2 separate regions of the Manis javanica genome follow, and region 1 is linked to region 2. Evidence: chromatin contacts called from public Hi-C data. All regions are on one chromosome and are shown on one strand. Each heading gives the region's core, a stretch centred on a gene start, on an enhancer-like site or on the middle of the called end of the contact. The rest is flanking DNA. Distances are from core to core; before and after follow the strand shown.

Region 1 (2,700 bases), core at 99-2,598, 270 kb after region 2:
GGGAAGAGAAGGGAGAAAGGTGGAAAATATGATGAGGAGAGCATATGATGTGTGTGTGTTTATATATCTCCTGGCTCTGATGCTGATGGGTACAAATGGTGGGGGTGTGATGAGAGGGAGCAGAGCCCATTTTCTTCTTGCATAGCTTTACATCTAAACAGCTGACCAAGCCCTTCAAACTGTGGGGGTTTCTTAGACCCTCTGAAGTATCTGTGTGCTCTCCCCATCTCCAGCTCTTCCCTCCTGATTCCCAGGCTGAAGTCTAGACTTCTGACTCAGAAGAAATATATGCTTATGATGGAAGCTTATTTGCCTGCTGTGATTCTCATTTGGAGCATGTCTGAAAGCAGTGGCCTCACCACTATCCCAAATGCACACCCATCACCCACCCCAATCCCTTGCTGGTCTTCCTCATTGTCCAGGTCTGTCAGAAGGATCTGGGGTAGCTGGGCTCTGCTTTAGATGACAGCTGTCTGTCATGCCTAGGGGTGGGCCTGGAAGCAAGCCCAGGTTGGAGCGCATCTCCTGGGGGACAACAGGGGCAAACGAGGCGCCTTGTCTCAAGCTCTTGTAGTCAGACCTACGGACTAGTGGTTAGAACTCTGTGCAGTGTAGCTATTGCTAAGGAGCAGAAAACTGCCCTGGATCTGAGAAGTGATGACGCTGGGGTCCTTGTTTGCAGAGTCGAAGAATGGACTTAGCAAACACCCAAGGTAGGAGAGCCAGGGAGAGGCTTTTATTGAGAGATACAATGAGGACAGAGATCCTGGCTCACACTGTGAGTGGACAAGAGAGCCTGGGGTGGTGTGTTGTCTAGGGGATTTATGGGCAGTTGAGGATCTTTGGGAACCGATAAAGGCCTTAGGGTGTGGACTTGTTAAAAGTGGTCTTAGGATGTTTGCCCTTGATGAGACATTAAGTCCCTTTTTAGCACGTTAAAGTGAATCTTACACATGATTACAAACGAATAGCATAATAAAAACATGGGCTACTTTCCTTTATCTGGGGAGTATCAATTGATCTCAGCGAAGAATGACTCTAGAGCTTAATGTTTAACACAGCGTTTTGGTAGGGGGTTTCCTTGCATATAGTTACATTACTCTGACTGTAAATATCCTGCCTTGCTTTTCCCGGAGTCCCTCACCCTACACTGACTACACCCACGGTCCCTGTCTCAGTGACACCTACGTTGAGGTGGAGGCAAAGCCTGAAGCCGACTGTCTGTGAAAGTCTGGACCGTGTATTCCCTGTAACCTGGAAGACTTGTCAGAGAAGGTTCCGAGGGCCCAGGTTTGCGGCCTCTTTAAGAGGGGGCGGGGAACAGTGGCGTAAGTGACGGAAGAGGTGGGTCCACAGAGGAGCGGAAGCCGGAAGTGGGGCCCTCTCCGCACGTGGTCGCGATGTCGGCTGGCGGGGCAGTGGAGCCCGGCCCCCCGGGAGCTGCTGTTGCCCCCTCGCCCACCCCTGCCCGGGCCTCCGCCCCGGGGCACTTGTTCCGGCCTATCAGCGCCGAGGACGACGAGCAGCAGCCCACCGAGATCGAGTCGCTGTGCATGAACTGTTTCCGCAACGTGAGGCGGGGCGCGGGCGCGGGCGGCGGGGGACTGAGCTGCGGCCGGCCGGGTGGGCGCGGGCCGGGCTACCGGGCGGCCCGCGGTCAGTCACTGGGAAGTGCGGTTCCATCGGTTCTCTCCTTAGCGCCTTTCTGCCTCCCAGGGAATGACACGCCTGCTGCTCACCAAGATCCCCTTCTTCCGAGAAATAATCGTGAGCTCCTTTTCCTGCGAGCACTGCGGCTGGAGCAACACGGAGATCCAGTCGGCAGGCAGGATCCAGGACCAGGGAGTGCGCTACACCCTGGCCGTCAGGGCCCAGGAGGTGAGAGGAGCCGGGGCCGGTTCCGCAGCGTCGCACGGAAGGCTTGGGGTTTGAGTCCCAGCTCTGGTCCCTGCGGAGGGGCCTTCGTGTCTAAGCCCACTTCCCCCCTTTTGGGAAATGGGGCTGGCGCTGTCATCTCTTTGTCAGAGGGCCTCAGATTAGCAGCAGTTGTTATGCGTAGTGCTGTCATTCCCGCAGCCTGGCTCCTAGCACGGGACTGTTCCGCAGGGGTCGTCTGAGCCCCTGGAGTGGAGACTGGAACCCTCTGGGTTGGGGTCTGATGCAGGGGAACAGTCTGTTGCTTCCTGACGGTAGGATGTACTGTGGACCCTTCTGGCTGAGTTTTTCTTTCTGCCCAGGATATGAACAGAGAAGTAGTGAAGACTGACTCTGCCACCACAAGGATCCCAGAGCTGGATTTTGAAATTCCTGCCTTCAGCCAGAAGGGAGGTAAGTTTAAGATCAGGGTAGTTGGGCTTTTCATGCCCTGCTGGAATCTTACTAATTTACTTGCACAGTCCCCGGTTCCAGGTCTAGTGGCTTGATTATGGGTTTGGCCATGTAGCTTTTGTGCTCTTCATTGGTTTAGCATAAGCAGAAAGCTTGCGGTCATAGATGGTGATAGTAAGAGGGCAATGTGCATGTAACAGAATTTTAGCATCGCTGTTACTAGAGATGAATGGAATCTTGTTCCCTGCCTGCCTCCTCCTTTTACAAATGAAACTAAGGCCCAGAGAGTTCAAGTGAATTGCTCAGGATCGTACAGGCACTTGATAGCAGAGCCAAAACTCACCCGTCTTCTTATTCACCAGCTTTGACCAC
Region 2 (2,700 bases), core at 169-2,668:
GTTAATTGTGTGGGCAATTTGGAACAGCCACCAGGGAATTGATCCAAGACCAATTGTGGAATGGCCTCTCTGTCCTGTCCTGGTCCTAGACATTACTCATAGTCAGATGGGGAATTAGAGTGCAAGTATATATCTTTTGGTCAGAGAGAGTAAAACTGCGCCCTCCTCACACACCTACAGTCCCCTGGGCATCCACTTTTAATATTGTACATGCAGTGACCTGACAACACAGCTGAGACACGCAGGTGGATGGCTGGGGACTGGACTGAAGGATGCACGTGCACATCGGAGTGTCTGCAAGTCTTCCCTCCTCCCCGCTAGCCTGCTGAAGACCTTGTCACTGACAGCCCGATAGCCTTTCCCTCCTCAACCCCAACTAAAGCGGTTAGGTCCACCTACTTAATAAAGGAAAGGGGGGGGAAAAGGGAAATCTGGAGGGTGTGGAATGCCAAGTAACAGAGGAGCAAAGAAAAAGGGAGACGAGATTTATTATTGGAATTATACGTGTGATCACCTTTAATGTCCTTGGGAGGGTCACCAGTAGGATGGAATTTTTATTTTATTATTTACATACTTATTTTGCCCAACAGACTGTCGTCTGCCTACATAACCGTGACGTGGGATGCGGGCAGTGTGCACCGCTGCTTCGTCAGGGTTATACAAGCGATGGAAGTGGGACGCCGGCGCTGACAGTCATCTGGCTATGGAATTGTTCGGGGACAGGGTGGGAGGAAGGAGAATGGGCACCTCCCGCGGCCCCCGCCTAGCCAGTGGCTGGGATGCCTGTTTGGGCTGGTTCCCCCGCCCTCGAGCACGCAGATCCTGGTTTCCCCATTGCCCTCCGTTGGGTGACAATTAGGTTGGTTGCGCCGGTGAGCTGGGTTTTGTAAGAGGAAGGAATTTTCCGAAGAATTCCCCTGCCTCGCTCCCGCCTGGTTACCTATCCCTGCCTTTGCGGCCTCAAGGGCTAAAGTGGGACGCGGCTGGTATTTTTGGTGAACAGGAAACATTTTGCGTTAGAGAGCCTGCGTGACCGCCGAAGTGGGACGGGGGGCGCACTAGGGGTCACCTGAGCGATGCCACACGCGGCGGGGCCGGCTCTGCGTCTGGGAGCGCGGCGGCGGCTCGGGGCGCGCGGGGGCGCTGGCGGCGCCCACGGTGTCCTCCCCAGAGGGGGGCGCCCGGGAGCCCGCGCCTCGGGAACCCGGCCCACGCGGGAAGGTCGAGCTGCCCGTGAGGTCACGGTTGCCATGACTCCGGGCAATGACGCGCGTCGGCACGTGACGCGCGGTTGCCATGGCTCCGGGCCCCGGCGGCGCGGGCGCCCCGCCCCCCGGGGTGACGTCCGCCAGCTCCCCCGCCCCCCTCCTTTTCCCGCCCCCCCGCCCTCTCCCCCCCCCACCCCGCCGGCTCCCGCGGCCCGGGAGGTTTCACTGCACAACAAGATGGCGGCGGCGGCGGCGAGCGGAGCTGGCGGGGCTGCCGGGGCCGGGGCGGGGGGAGCCGGGCCGGCCGGCCGCCTGCTGCCTCCGCCCGCCCCGGGGCCCCCGGCCGCCCCCACGTCGGTGCCCCCGGCGGCCGGCCCGCCGCGTCCCCCGGCCCCGGCCTCCCGCGGGCCGGTGCCTGCCCGCATCGGCTACTACGAGATCGACCGCACCATCGGCAAGGGCAACTTCGCCGTGGTCAAGCGGGCCACGCACCTCGTCACCAAGGCCAAGGTAGCGGCGCGGTGGGGCTGGGGGCCGCGGGTGCGCAGCCCGGGACCTGGCGTCCGAGTGCGGCGGCGGCCGGAGGGACCGGCGACAGCGCGCCGAGGGGTCGGCGCGGCGAGCGCGGCTCGGGCTGTCGGGGAGCGCGGGGCAGCGGGCAGGGGCCGTCGGGGCGGCGCGGGGGGCGCGAGAGGGGAACTCCGGGGCGGAGGGGAGGGGGCCGCCGAGCTCCGGGACCCGGGACGCCGCGGTTGGGGAGGGGGCTCCCCGGAGGGCAGCGCAGGGGCTGGGTGGAGAGAGGTTTGAACTCTGGCCGAGCCAGGAGACTGTAAGCCAAGACGACTGTGGAACCAGCAATTAGGAAATCCTGCGGGAAGGAGGGCAGGGGCACAGGAAATGGGCACCAGGAGGTGGGGGGAGACAAGGGCGATCTGGTCAGGAGAGGGCCAAGGCCGGCCGGGATGTGCCCGGGGGTGTGCGGTGGGCGCAGGGTGCGGGGAGGTAGCAGGCGCCTGGGACCTTATGACAGATCCGGTCCGCGTTGGATCGGCCCTGACGGGGGGACGGGGGGAATGGGAGCCCGAAGACCGACAAGATTATTTTGACTGCAGGAGGCGATGTAGAAAATGGGGAAATCAGGAGGGAAAATTACTTTGCTTTTCCGCAGGAAGGGGCGCACATGGTGGCACTAGGTAAGCAGGGGTTAAACAATTTGGGAGAGCTGGAGTGCTGGTTATTTTTAGTTGCTGGACGGTCTGGAATTGTGGGCTTCATAGAACACAGGGTGGGCTCACGGTGGTCGGGGTGGGGGGGAAGGCCTGGTGACCGAGGACGTGTGTGAGGAACCCGGACACCAGGGGATCACACTCACGGGGCCCTTTGGTTCTCAAGGGATTTGTGGAGCTGTAGTAGTGAAATTAGCCAAGGTCGATTAGGAAGCCATATATGTACACACATAACATTTTACGTAGAAGATTCATTTTTCCTGTGG

The links. A called contact is a pair of places that touch in the nucleus more often than the background predicts.
Region 1: a contact with region 2 is called in a Hi-C map of blood, with 7 times the contacts expected there. The contact joins the promoter of ZPR1 here to the promoter of SIK3 in region 2. A contact is called at or near these places in 2 of 2 Hi-C or Micro-C datasets (blood and fibroblasts).

The regions. Positions count from the first base shown.
Region 1 is chr6:146,509,781-146,512,480 of MJ_LKY, forward strand. It overlaps ZPR1 (ZPR1 zinc finger), which reads left to right and starts at 1,349. Exons shown (of 13, transcript XM_036992725.2): 1 at 1,349-1,571; 2 at 1,717-1,878; 3 at 2,238-2,328; 4 at 2,691-2,700. The coding sequence starts at 1,401. It overlaps APOA5 (apolipoprotein A5), which reads left to right. Exons shown (of 4, transcript XM_017654120.3): 4 at 1-308.
Region 2 is chr6:146,240,805-146,243,504 of MJ_LKY, forward strand. SIK3 (SIK family kinase 3) reads left to right here and starts at 1,419. Exons shown (of 26, transcript XR_012132740.1): 1 at 1,419-1,718.